2 separate regions of the Mus musculus genome follow, and region 1 is linked to region 2. Evidence: chromatin contacts called from public promoter capture Hi-C data. All regions are on one chromosome and are shown on one strand. Each heading gives the region's core, a stretch centred on a gene start, on an enhancer-like site or on the middle of the called end of the contact. The rest is flanking DNA. Distances are from core to core; before and after follow the strand shown.

Evidence for each region. Promoter capture Hi-C pulls out the DNA fragments that hold promoters and counts their contacts.
Region 1: a contact with region 2 is called in a promoter capture Hi-C map of embryonic stem cells, with 4 times the contacts expected there. The contact joins the enhancer-like site here to the promoter of Wnt9a in region 2. A contact is called at or near these places in 15 of 39 promoter capture datasets (the 3T3-L1 cell line, 3T3-L1-derived adipocytes, the SN4741 cell line and 8 more), 1 of 15 datasets of contacts at CTCF or cohesin (large pre-B cells), 12 of 484 Hi-C or Micro-C datasets (the HL-1 cell line, cardiomyocytes, cerebellum and 7 more), 2 of 115 datasets of contacts at active chromatin or transcription factors (large pre-B cells and pancreatic cancer cells) and 2 of 9 other capture datasets (embryonic stem cells and macrophages).

Annotation. Positions count from the first base shown.
Region 1 is chr11:59,626,902-59,633,875 of GRCm38.p6, forward strand. No RefSeq gene overlaps it. Among named protein-coding and RNA genes, the nearest start is that of Gm33998, 13 kb to the right of the region's middle. Within about 2 kb of position 1,445, at least 15 of the 459 cell types and tissues checked have an H3K27ac peak or open chromatin away from gene starts, as enhancers often do.
Region 2 is chr11:59,303,242-59,310,407 of GRCm38.p6, forward strand. Wnt9a (wingless-type MMTV integration site family, member 9A) reads left to right here and starts at 3,689. Exons shown (of 4, transcript NM_139298.2): 1 at 3,689-3,826. The coding sequence starts at 3,732.

The DNA of each region.
Region 1 (6,974 bases), core at 195-2,694, 320 kb after region 2:
GCCATTCTCACCTTTAACTTTTTTTCCTGTTTACAGGTTCATCAGGATGCTCTGCTGCGGTCCTAATAATGTATGTCCTGCTGTTCTTCTTCAGGCATGTTTAGAGCTGTAAAACACCCCTGTTTGCTTTGCTGTAAGCACATCTGTTTATGCTGCAGCTTTGGGACATTGGTTTTTGCAAACATCCAAATGTGTAATTTTTTGTACAAATGGATAACGAGCTGCTCTGCTAGCACATTCACACGCAGTGATGTGGTGGTACAACCTCGGATCTCCCGTGTCATAATTCCAGGAGTGTGGATGTCCAGCACCCCTGAGTCCTGCTAGACGTTTACATTTGTGTGTGTTTCTGTAGCAGTGTATTTGTCTACAATGTGCTTGAATGAGCTTGTGAACACTTGGTCTCATGGATTCTAGAATATCAGTTAGAATCGCTCTACCTCTGAGCTTGTTCGTCAATATCAGGGTGCACTGTTAGAACAATATGTTCATATGCCCTGATTTCTAATAATATTTTTATCACTTCTGTTACACACATCTGTGTTTGGTGCAGACCAATACAACCATCCTTGCCACCATAGGTTTATTACCTCCCGGTATGTGTCCACCTCAGGGCACTGCTGTACTTCTAAAAACATATGTGATATATATTTCTAATTTAGAAATCTTCAGAGCTATACAAGAACCTCCATCTGCTCTGTTACAAATGTAAATCTGGTTACACTGCATAGTAGGACATCAATTTTTGGCAAACATGCAACTGTGTGGTGTTTCCATCCAAGGAAGGTGTGAGCTGCTGTGCTGGCCCATCCACGTGCATCCATGTGCATCGATGAAGCAGTACATCCTTTTATCCTTTATAGAATTTTCACAAGGGCAGATGCCCCATACCCATGGGCCCTCTTTTAATATCACATTTCTATTGTTTCTGTAAGAGTCCGTGTGTATACGGCTGTTCTCATCCGATGCATTTGGGTTTGCATGTAAATAAAGGGCCTCACAGACACTACAACACCTGTTTCAACCGTGCTTCCTTTGAAATGGTTCTTCAGTGTCGAGTGCGGTTTAGCACCAATATAGTGACCTACTGTACCCGATATTGCTATGGTTGCATGAACATGCAACTCTGACGGCTTAAATTAAAACGATTTTTTAGGATGAAGTGATTTTTTTGTTTGTTTGTTTTTGGTATAAGAAGCAAGACTGGGGAACCTTGGCCATCCTGACAGCAGACAGTGGATGGTGCGTAAGTATTCATTATCGCAGTCTCTTTGATCTGTGTATCTGAACTTCTGCATCATTAACGATTTTAAACATATCATTTCCCTCGAATTAATAATCTGTATGCTGAAGTTCTTGGAGAAATACATGTCGATGGTCCTAGCCTATTCTGAAATTTGTCAGAATCAAAAGATAAGGGGCAGAGGGGGAAGAGGCTGGGTAGCAGTTGCACAGGTCAGAGGTCTCGGCACAGTTGCTCAGGAAAGAGCAAGTCCCAGCACCTGGTGTAGTGTGGTAATTGTGGTTTCCTATTTATTATGCTTTTGTTCTTTTCTTATTTAAAAACAAGTTACATGTAATATATTTTGATCATATTATTCCCCCGCCCCAACTCCTTTCAGATTCTCCCCACTTGCCTACCCACCTAACTTCATGTTCTTTTTATCTATCAGACCAAAAACAAAAACACCTTCCCAAAGGTCAAACCAAAACAACAACATCAAAAGGCAAAATAACCAAAGCAAACCAAAAAGCAAACAATGAAAAAAAAAACCCAACATCGAGTCTGTTTTGGTTAGTAAACTACTCCTGGGCATGGGACCTACCCTGGAGTACGCTTTGATATAGTAGCTAGTGACCCTGCATTGAACAAAATTGATTTTTCCCCTTCAAGACTCTCTATGCAAGGTTTACAGATCTATGTGGAAGAGGGGGCAGAAAGATGGTAAGAGCCAGGGGTGATGGACAGCTCCAAGGAAATGGTGTCCTCCAGACACAGCAGGATTGATGCCCATATGAACTTCCACATACTGTGGCAGCATGCACAAACCCTGCAAGGGCTCAAATTCCAGCACAGGGAAGGGGGGGCAGACACAAACTCTCACCCCTAGCCAAGAATCTATTCACAAGTGATTATGTGTTTTTAAAGACTTGAAGAGAGTGGGGCTGGAGAGGTGGCTCACTTAAGAACACTTGCTCTGGCAGAGGACCTGGGGTTAGTTCTCAGCATGCACATTGCACGGGGGCATAGTTCATAACAAAACTACCTATAACTTCAGGAGACCACATTCCTTCTGTCTACTGCAGGCATCTACACACATAGCTACTACTCAGGTGCACACACAAAGTAAGTAAGAGATGCATGAAAAAGAAATCTCTTTCTTAAGTGGGAAGTTCATGGGCTCTCGTCACAAGGAAACGGTATATGCCCAAGGAGACAGAGCACCAAACACTCTTGGCACACTCTGCATCGTGTGCGTCAAACCATCACCTTGTACTTTGTGTTCAAGGAGAAAAACTAGTTTCCATAGACATGAATACAGAAGATTCCACAGGAGTTGAGGACAGACACACCTTACATTGATTTTTACATGTGTACCAGTGAGCCCTATTTGTAGTCATTAAGAAGTGCAGTCAAGTCCTGAGTGACTCCCATGTTTTGGGACTAATATGTATCCCAGGAGTGGCAGTGAAGCCTGTATCGAGTACCAGGGCAGTCTGATTTCAAACAGCTCAGGTGGATGCAGATGCCTTGTCCCCTGGAGATCACCACAAGGATGCTGGAGACTGACTCCTCCTAGGGTGCACACTGTTGGCCAGGCATGGAGGAGATGGAATAGTTCAAGTTCAGGCTCCTCCCCTTGAGAGCTGACATCCCCTCAGGGTCTCCAATAAAATACAACTGCTTCTTTCTGTTTCTTGTATCTCTCTCCACCCTGTTTGCTCTGAGTGGGCTCTGCTTTCCCTCACTGTCTTTATAGGGGTCTCGGATTCTACTGATGTTCCAAGAGCAAAATGCATTGAGCAGTCCTCTCCAGGGACGGTCTTTTGTACAGAGCTTTCTGTGAGCAGTGGACTCCTCTGGCTGGTTGGTTAGCAAGGCCAGATGGGAAAGGAGGGTTAAAAAGGAACTATGGACTTGGCCCCTTTCCTAGCTTTCTGAATGAATTCAGAAGCAGGCCGAACACAGCTGTTGGGGCTTGATTCTCAGGGAAACTACAAGGCCTCTAGCCATGGTTTTCATCGTCACAGACAACAGTTCTACTATGTGTGAGGTTGACAACCACCCATCTAGCTTGAGACCTCAGCCCCTCCCCATCCTGTGTTCCTTCTGTCACCTCGTATGGGGTTCCATGCATTGTGGCAGTATCCTAGAGCTGGGGTATGGTATGCTGACAAGGCCACACTTTATTGGTTTGCAGGCTTTTCCTTGGACCCAGATTGGTTGTTTCCAGTGATCCCAGGTGGGACTGGCTTCCTTCACAGAATCTTTCTTCCTTTCCTGTTAATTTCCTGGTCAGCTAGACACCAAGACACAAATGCGGGGCCAGGAATGGGGTCATACCTGTCAATGTGTCTTAGCCAGGGTCTGGGTCCTCTAGAGTAACAGAACTTATAGAATATATATATATATATATATGGAGAGAGAGAGAGAGAGAATGAATCCAGCAATAGCTTCCTATGAATGGGAGGTCCAAGAATCCAGTAATTATTCAGTCCATGAAGTTGGGTATTCCAGCTGGTCGTCAGTATATGCTGGGATCCTAAAGAAGTAGGCTCTAATGCCAGTGAAGGAATGGACTTGCTAGTGAGGGTGAGAGCAAGCAGGGCAAGAACAAAAGCTTCCCTCTTCCACAACCTTATATGGCTTCCAGCAGAAGATGTGGCCCAGATTAGAAGTGGTCTTCCGACTTCAAATTAAGCAAAAATTCCTCAAAGGCGTGCCCCTCCATTTGGAGGTTTTAGTCAATCCAGATGTAGTTAAGTTGACAATCCATCACACAGAGTAAGTGGGAAAGAACACTGAGGTGACATAGACGCAAAGCCAGAAACAGGTCCCTTCCCATCTCGTCCCAGGATTCATCTGGAAGTAGATGTGGAGTACAAAGAGATGACAGCAAATGGAAATCTTCTAGAAAAGTAAGTGACCCTGGCCTGCCCTGAAGGTGGCATTTTCTCCATTCACGGAGCTTTCCTCTTCTGTGATTATGGGTTTGACACTGAGCTGGTCTCTCTCTGGTGATGAAATCACTCGCCACTTCTAAGTGACGCCCACAGAGCCTCTGTTCCCTCACATATGTGATACCTGTGCTACCTCGTGTCCGCACTCACAGCCTGCTTGCAGATTGTGAGCAACAGAGATGAGAAGAGACACAGCCCATTTCCTTTCCTCTTCTTCTCTGCGGTTGTGTTTAGAGAGGGGCTCTTGCTTTTTTCCATGACACCAATTGGGCCAATGAATTTGTTGGGCTCCATGCTGAGGAAAGCAGATGTTGGGTCTCTCTTGAAATTATAAGAGGTTTGAATGGCAACAACTCATTAAGGATGTGTGCCCAAGGGAATGGGCAAAAGAACAGATAGCCAATGCGAGAGGGGCCACACAAAGCAAAGTTCTGCAGAACATAGGCTCAATTGCTCTCTGGGGCAGCCCCACAAGGCAGGTCCCATGGCAGGATCCTAGCCTGAGCTACAGTTTCCATTCTCTCTCCTCCTGGTCTCTCTGGAAGATGGTGGCACTTCTCAGCCTTGTAGGTAAAATTGACAAGGTCTTAGGAGGACTGTGACTGTCCTGGAAAGAGTCACTGGTGTGCAGAGTGGAAACAAACGTGTATTATTTAGGCCATCAGCATGCAAGGAGAGTAGCCACAAGACAGACAGGAATGGTCCCAACAAAGAGACAAGACACTGAGGCTTCAAGCAACACACACGTGTAGTTAATCTTCTGTCCTTTCCACTTCATAGTGTATCTAGGCAATTTCAGGCCTCAGCTTATAAATCGGCATCTTTCTATCTGGCTTTTATGCAGCATTCATCCCTGGATACATTATCATGTATATTACCTGCCTCTATTTGGTGGGGTTTTGTTCCCGGTCTTGAAAGAAAAAACATTCTTTGATAAATATTCACATGCTAGCTTGTCACAGGCAATACACAAAGTGTCTATGTGGGATAAATGCTTTCTAGATGAGAAGGCATGTGCGTTAAAAAAAATTATGTCTATACCAACTCACATGCCCACGCCAACAGTGTTATCACCATTCTGGGTCATTGCCAATCAGATAGTTCTTGGTTTGGATTTACACTTCTCCAATGATACATGACTAAGTGCTTCTCCTTCATCCAAGAGCCATTTGTGTTTCTTGTTCTGGGAATTGCCTGTTTTGTATTCTCATTTTTTCTTTACCCTCTTGCTTTATCGACCTATAGAAATACTTTACATAGTCAAGAAATTTTGAATCAGGCAGTGGTGGCACAAACCAAGTCCCAGCACTAGGGAGGCAGAGGCAGGAGGATCTCTGAGTTCAGGGCCAGCCAGGTCTACATAGTGAGCTCCAGGACAGCCAGAGCTACACAGAGAAACCCTGTCTCGAAAAAACAAAATGAAAAAAAAAAAAGAAGAGGAGGAAGAAGATGAAGAAGATGGGGAGGAGGGAGAAGAGGAGGGAGAGGATGCGAACAAAGAAGAGGAGGAGGAGGAAGAAATTTGTGTTTTGTGCTGAGTGATTTAACAATGGAGGCAAAGGGAGGGATAATAACTTTGCATATTACTTCTGCTACCTCAGTCTCATGTCCAGATCCATCCTTTCCAGCCAATGGTTCTTTGCTTCTTCCTTTTTGTCTTCCCATTTCCTGCCTGCTTTGTCCTGGCTAAAATTCCCAGAACTGGTTTCAGTAGTGAAAGAAAACATGATGTCTGTATTTCACCACATTAAGGATTTTAGGAGTTGGGTCTGAATGATGTGATTTTCTTCCTCTAAGTGGGTACTCCACCTGATAGATAACCTGGGTCCCCTGATTACCAGGTCATTATGATGAATAATCCCTCTTAGTCAGCCCAGACTTGGGTATTGCAGCCTCCTCTACTCTGTCTTTGCCTCATCGCCACTGATTGGAAGGTGGCATGACTGCATAGTTTTTCAGTGACTCTGAGGTGTGGATAGTGGGTCTCTATTGTTCTCATGAGACCCTCCAAAGTCAGGGGTATTGGACCCTGGCAAGTCTGCCCTGGACACTGTGTGGTGATTTGAAAGAGAAATTCCCCCATCGTCTCAGCCTTTGAACACCTAGTCTCCAGTTGGTGGTGCTGTTCACCTAGTCTCCAGTTGGTGGCGCTGTTTGGGGAGGTTTATGTGGTACAGCGTTGCTGGAGAAGTGTGTCACTGGGCGTGGGCTTTGGGATTAAAAGCCTTGAGCAGCTTCCAGTTTCACATTCTCTGCTTTACTCTCCTGGTTGAGATGTGAGCTCTCAGTTTCTTGCTCCTGTCACTATGCCTGCCATTTGCTGCCATGTTTCCCTGTCGAGATGGACTTTTATCTTTCTGTAACCATAAGCACATATAAACGCTTCCTTCCCTGAAGTTGCTTTGGGTTGTGCTGTTTTACCAAAGAAATGGGGAGGTGACGAATAAACATGCAAAGGATGCAAATGGGCTGGGAGCTGGGAAGGGCTCACACTGTCTTTCAGCAAGATTCCCTCATCATGGGATACACACCCCCACACAGAGATGCACATACACACATACACACATATACACACAAGCACACACACATACGTGCACACACGCACACATACGCACACATGACTGTACAGGAAGGGCTCAGGATGGAGAATGCTAACAGAAAAAGACCCAGAAGAAAGGTCCCCAGAAGGCCCTGTAGTCATTGGCTGGCTCCTGGACTGTGGTGTTCTTGCCTCCTGGTCACCCTGTCAGTGTCTGGATCTCACAGGAGCCACCTGCACTTAGGTCTTAGGC
Region 2 (7,166 bases), core at 2,439-4,938:
GCATGGTTTTGCCTTTTCCCCCAGGGAGACCCCTGCCCAACCTTCTCAATTAGGTAGTGTTTCCTGATAAGTGGCCCCTTGCCCCACTCCTTCCAGACCACCCGAGACTGGTTCTCCCAGTGTCAAATGCCTAGTGAGTGTAAAGGACAGGACAGATGCCACCACCTTAACCTCTCCCTGCCCACTGTGGGTCCCGCTGTTCACTGTCTACTCAAATTATGCAGCCCCAGTCTTGGGAAATGGCAGCAGGGTGGTACTGGGTCCACAGACCCCTCTGTGAAATGGGGTGGACCTAAGACAGTATTGTCACCTGTCCCTCTCAAGCCTGTTGTATTCTCAGTGGACTGGCAGTGACATTTCAGGACCCTGAGAACCCATGTGAGTCCAGAACCTGGGCTCAGTGATCTCAAAAAGACGAGCTGCCCATTTCCTTTCCTCTCGTGGTCGTTCACTTTGGCAAAAGACCTAGAGGCAGGCTGAGAGAATATCAGTGTAAATTTTAGGCAACAAGCAGGGTCCTTTCTCAAGGGGACCTGATCTTCCCTTAATATGGGGGTTCTGGGCCTGCAAGTGGACTCAAGCCTAAAGATCCATCAAAGACTTGCGACTCAGCTTGGTTTTGATCTCTCAGCTTGGTTTTGATCTCTGGATTGTGAATACAGTGACATCTGGCTTCTTCCCTATAATTTGGATCGCCGCACAGGCCTAGGTAGTCACCAGGGGGGATGACAATGAGTCTTCTGGCCCCATAGCCCAAAATGGAACCAGAGGGCCACTTGGCCGTTAGCCAGAGAACATGGGAGGAGATTGGCCTGCCCTTCCCACACTCTGTAAAGCTGAGAGGGTGTGGATGGAGGAGGGGAGAGGGAGAGGAGGGTGAGGGTGTCCCTTCCTCGATTGCTGTGTGCCCTTGGGCACATGAGTTCTCCCAAACTCAGAGGGCTCAGTTTACTACCCAGTGCTTAATAGCTCTTCTTTTGGAATTTGCTTTCTATCTACTTAATGGCTCCTTTGGGCATTGCATATTGACCAGCCCCCCAAAAGCCCTCTGGTTTCATTTTGGGCTACAGGGCTTCCTGGACCTGCTAACTCTGGTCCTCTGTGCCCTCCTCCCCTGAGCTTTTCTCTCCTTTCTACCCATTTTCATCAGAGACACAAACACGTGTGGCAGAACCTCCATGGGGCAGAGGCCCTTTCCAACCCGATGCTAGGCTGACTGGTGACAGTTTGGGCAGATATAGTAGGACTGGCAGGCTGGTCCTCCTTTGGGACAGCGTAGCAGTGCCAAGCCCTGTATGAAGAAGCACCTCAAAGGTTTGTGTGGAAGAGAGAGGGGACACTTTGGCTTCCCTGTGCTTTGGAGCAAGATTGCTATATGGGTGAGCAACATGCAGGTGACAGGGTGCTGGGGCACTGTCTCCTGAAGTCCTGTTGAAGGTGGTACAGGTGGTATCTCCACCATCTATTGCCACCACCCCATCTATGGAAATAGAAGGCTGGGGAAGTCCTAAGACTTAGATATGGCATTACCTTGTGCAAGCATGAGCCCTGCCACCCACATGCCCTGGTCCCCTGGAGATGGGCCAGGGCTCTGAGTTTGACAGGACACTCAGAGATAGGCTACCCTTACTTCCGGAGCATTGCTGTGATCAGACCTACCCAAGACTAAAGAAAGCAGAACTGTCTCCAGCATCTAAAAGGTAGGTCATCCTCACTAGCAAGCACCCCATCTCCAAAGATGTACAAGGGCTGACTCCAGGCCTCTCTGTGCGTGGGCTGCCCAAGACTGCTGCCTCCTTCCTCTGCACTTGCTGGGTGGCCGAGGTGCCAGCTCCGCTCTCACCGAGTATGCATCGCCTGCAGTGCCTGGCGACACTCGTTTACAATCTCACACATCATTTTTCTTGGAAGCAATCTCGTGCCTTTAAATATGTCATCGCTCAGCGTCTCCCGTCTCCTGCTTCTTCCTAGGAGCGGGAGCCAGGCCTCCAGGTGGAAGTCTCCCTGATGCTGCTCCCCACCCCCCCAACACACACACCACCCCCATGCTGCCATGGCTGGAGCTGCCTTCTGGGTTCATTTTGATGCAGAAGCACCATTGGATGGCGATGTGGGGTGTAGGTGGGTTCCCAGCAATGGGGAGCGATACGAGTCCCCCTGACCGTGTAGTTAAATGGGCCTCTGATGGGGAAACCAAGGCTCGGAGAGGAAGTGATGGGCTCTCCCGACCCCTCACTCAGCCACACACCCACCACATATGGAAGCTTTTCAGTCAGGACAGGGTATATTCACTTGGGTGGTCCACACCCACAGGAGTAACCTGCTTGGCTCTGACCAGTGCGGAGGCTGATGTGATTTTTTTTTTTTCACTCATTTCCTCCTCTGCTTTCCTTTGGAGCCGTGACAGGTGGCTGAGCAGTTGCTGTGCACGGCTAGACAACTCAGCCTCCCAGAGGAGCTCAAAACCCTCAGACTTGGAGGTCTCCCATCCAGAATCAGCCCCTCTAAGTTGAGAAGGCGGTGGCTGGTAAGGAGGTTTGCCTTCCAGGGTGTGGAGCTTGCCCCTGTAAGCCCAGGTCAGGGAGGCACGCTAGTGTTGGAGGTCCCTGGGTTTTGTTAGCTTGGCTCTGGTGTGTGTGTGTGTGTGTGTGTCACTGTCTTGCACAGAAAGTGCGTCTCCAGCACGGAAGGTTGACACGCGGTGGGCATGTGTCAGGATCCAATCACTCGGTCCTATTCTCCAGCACTTTGAATGGTCCCTGAATAAGCCGCCCCTCCCCCAATGTCAGGGGACTCTTAAGCAGTCTATTGGGTGCCCTGGGCAATTGTGTTTCTCTGCGTGTTAGTTAAGGTTTGACTTATAGACAATTCAGTCCACGAAGATGAGTCACAGCTCTGGGCTTTCACACAGACCAGTCACCATCCTGGCCAGCGGTCCCCTTCATCTTCCACCCTGTTTGGGGTATGAGGTCCCTGAGTGTCAGTGATATCTGCAGCTAGTAGTCCAGAAGTCCCTGAGGACCATATTGTCCCATCCTCAGGTCCAAGTCGGCCACAGCACCGGCTCTGCAGAAATGCCTTTTTGGTCTCCCTTGGAGAGGTCGCCTTTCCATTCCTCCAGCTACAGCACCCCAACTTTCAGCAGTGGCTCCCTCTTGGCAACATTGGCCCGCGAGTGGATTCGCGTCCCCCCACGCTCCCGCTCTGTAATCCAGTGGCTAACGTCGCTCCCAAGCCACCCAGTCACTATCCCCTCAAGCACAGTCGTCCAAGTTTCTCGGCTCTTGGATGTCTTTCCCGGCGGCCAACACCCGGTCCCTAACTGTCAGGAGACACCCCGGAGCTCGCACTTGTGTCCTGGCTGCAGACACCTAGCCCCGGGGTCTAACCCTGCTCTGTCTCTCAGTCCCGCCCCATCGCTCCTTCTGGCTCCGTTACTCGACCGGGGTTCCCACCGCGCCACGTGCCCAGCCCTCCCCACAGCGCGCCCCAGGCCCGCCCCGCGAGCCGAGCAGCTCGGCGGCCGCGGCGGCGGCGGCGGGCGCGCAGCTCGGATTTCGGCCCGCCCCCGGCGCCGGCGTGACCCCTCCTCCGGGGCGCGGGCGGGCCGAGCCCAGCTGGCCGGCGCCCCGCCCCGCGGCCGCGGCTGCGGACGCTATAAGAGGGCGGCGGTCGCGGCGCGCCCTGCGCGGAGCCCGGAGCGCGATGGTCTGCCGCCGCGGCGCGGCAAGATGCTGGATGGGTCCCTTCTGGCGCGCTGGCTGGCCGCGGCCTTCGGGCTGACGCTGCTGCTCGCCGCGCTGCGCCCTTCGGCCGCCTACTTCGGGTAGGTGCCCGCGGCGGGCGGCCGCGCGAGGGCGGGCGAGGGCGGCGGGGCCGGACGGGGGCATCGAGCCCGGGGTAGCACTCGCCAGGTGCTCGGCGGGGTACACGGGTGGCTTGGAGTCGTTAGTTGGCAGCGAGCGCGCCTCTCGGTCCGCAGGTCGTTGCCCGCCGTGCGCCCTAGAGGTAGAGGGGCCGGTGTCCCCGACGGGCTTGCGCGGGGCCGCGGTCCACGGTGACTCCCGAGTCGCCGCCGCCGCCTTAGGCCGCGGTGTTCCTGCCAAAAGGCTGGAGCCTCCCTGGCCCCTGCCCACTACCCCCCTTCTCTCCTGGAAAAGTTAATTTAACAACAACAAAAAAACACGTACAAAATCCAGATGTTCCTTGCACTGAGCCCCAAAGGGGAGAAAAAAAACCCTCCAAGCTGGAGAAATTTATTTTTCTTGCGCTTTTTTCTGGCGCTCGCCCGAGCCTGGCCCCGACCTCGGCCCTCGGGAACACGTCTGGGAGACCTGACCCCGGGGGGTAAACGCCGCCGCTGTCCCGCGGGGTCGCCGCCCGCACTCGCCTGTCTATGCGTTAGCAGTTTTGCCGCGTTCTTGGGCGCGTCTCTTCACCTTTGGTTCCTTTCGTCCCTCCCTCTCTACTCGCTTTCCCAGGTTTGGGATGCCTGAACCCAGCGATCTTTAGAGGGACACCCACTGCACTTTGAGTTCTCCAAGGTCCTGGGTGGCACCACGCATGGCAGCGCCCCAGCTTTCTCTGCCCTCCCTGCTTATCACCCTTCTTTCCCCCTCTGGGAGACCTGGGTTAGCCCCTCGGGTCGCAACCCTGGTCCTGGGTGATCTGGACTGCGTCTTGGGCCGCCGCCCTTCGCCGGTCACCTGTTCCCTCGCCCCTGGCTTCAGTGGCCGCTCGCAGCGGTGTGGCCGGCAGAGGGCCCCGTTGGTCTAGGAATCTGGCACCCGCCAGGGCAGGGAGAGGCGGCTGGGCTGAGGAACCCTGCAGGTGTATCCTGTTCTCAAAGAAAATAAAATATTTTCATGGGAAATTTTCCCTTTGTGTTTTTCTTTCTCCTCCTTTCTCCTCCGTCTGTCCATTTCTTCTGGGTTGTCTTCCAGGGTCAGTTCCATGTCTCGGTTCCCAGGGTCTCCCCACCCTGGCTCCCCTGGTCCGACCCCTGGGCCTTGGCCTGGCACGCCCCTGCACGCCATCTGTGCAGCCCTAAGCCTCACCCGCGGGCAAGAGGGAGGGCTGAGGATGGCCGTCTGGCCACAGGTCCGCGGTGAGTCACAGCAGCCCATCAGCCAGCTGTGCCTTCCTCTCTTCTGGCCCAGTCAGGCATCTGACACGCCCTGGGCTTGCGTGAGCGGCCACTTTGCTCCTTCTGGGATCTCTGCTGCTGGCCTTGTGGCCCTGGGATTCAGAACCTACAGGTGATGGGGTTAGAATCCTGGTGGCTGTAATGCCTCCCATCCATCCCTCTCTCTCACCCTCGCTTAGCTGGCTTGATACTTTGCATCTTGGGAAAATTCTCTAGCTTGGCGCCTGAAGGGGTGTTGGAACTCCCGGTTCCGTGGCAGGGTTTAAGTACAGGTCAGCTGGCTCCCAAGCAGATACCGAAGACAATACTGATGTATTGCTATGGCTTGGGTCAGCCTCTACTTAGCTCTCTGTTGCAGAGGACCCATTAAGGAAAGCTGACCATGCCTTTGAGCGCTCCTCTCCTGCAGCTGCCCATTAGATCCACTGTCTGGGCTTGGCGGAAAGACCCCAAAGATGGGCAGAGTGGGTACCTGTTGAACCAAGAGTCAGAGGAGGCCTGGGAGGATAGGCTAGTTGATCTGGGTCTCTCTGGAATTGATTTCTGAGGAGTATGTATGTATGTATGTATGTATATGTTAGGGGCACAAGATGTATCCTGGGCTATTCTGTGTCCAGCGGTCCCACCCCTTCCCCAGCCAAGGGAGGAGATGAGTCTGGAAACCCTGAAAGGCCTGGCAGGGCTGGAGCTGGAGTGGGAGCCTGAGGGTGCGCCTGTGAAAATGTGGTGTGCTCAAGTGTCCCTTCCCAGCCCAACTGGAGAGGGAGTCGGGAGAAGGAGCTGGAATCTGGGGCTCTCCTCTCCCTTCCCCCTCTCCAAAGCTCTGCCTGGCACGGAGGCTCCCAGGCAGGAACACGGCTCCAGTTACAGCCCAGGAACCCAGAGAGGAGAGGCTGGCCCCGGGGAGGGTCACGTGGCTACAGGAGCCCTCCCCACCCCCTCCCAGAGCTGCAACCCAACCCTACAGCTTTGGCTGCCCTTCCCTTCCAGAGGCCTCTGGCCACCCTGCTGCTGGACCCCTCTAGGCTGGCCACCAGCCATGGGGAAGGGGCTCCGCTCTCTTCCCTTGGCTCCGCTTTTTCATCCCAGTCCCCTCTGCAGATCAGCAGGTGGCAATTCCATTAGTTTCTCTCAGAGCTGCTGCCTGCTCCATGCCTGTGTTCCTGGGGCCAGCCGGAGGTCACGTGTGGGTTGGGGGACAGAGACACAGAACCTCTGGAGGTTTCCCTCGACCCCTGCCCCTCCCTGGGAATTGGCGGGTGAGAGGATTGCTGTGAGCAACAGGCCTGTGACTCTGTTTCCCTGCTAGGTTGCAGAGGCCCCAGACTAAGTGGAGGTAAGGGGTCAAGAATTGTGAGCTAGCTCTCCAGCACTCTCCAGCAAGGGCCTTTGGGAGCTTGACGGGCTTTTACCTTGTTTTGTTTTTTAAACTAGGGAGGCACATTGTAAACCTTAAGACTGGCTTTCTTTCATTCCTAGGTTTTGGCCATATGCATCCAGTTTCTCCCAGGGAATGCCTGTGTGTCCCCTTCTGAAAGGCACCATAGACACTTGGGGCTACTATAGACTGGGCCTGAGTGGTATCAGAGCTTACCAAAGCCCTCTTTTTTTGTTATTGAATATAACTCCCATCCCGAGAAACTCCCCAGCTCCGCGGTTTGGGGGTATATTCACAAAACTGTCAGCCATCACCACTGTCTAATTCCAGAACATTTTCCTCACCCCAGAAACCTCATACCCACTCAGCAGTCTCTCCCAGCTCCCCTCCCTCCAGCCCCTGGCAACCACTAATCTTCCTGTCTCCATGGATTTTCCTATTCTGGACTCCTCGCAGAAATGGGACCATACGCTCGCTCTGTGGCCTTTTGTGTCTGGCTTCTTTCATTCCTTGTCATGTTTTTGGAGGCTCATCCGTGTTGTAGCGTGAATCAGGGTTTCACTCCTTTGTATGATCAAATTGATTACACAACAGCCTTTTTTATTTTTTAAAAACCCTGTTTGTCAGCTGATGGCTATTTGG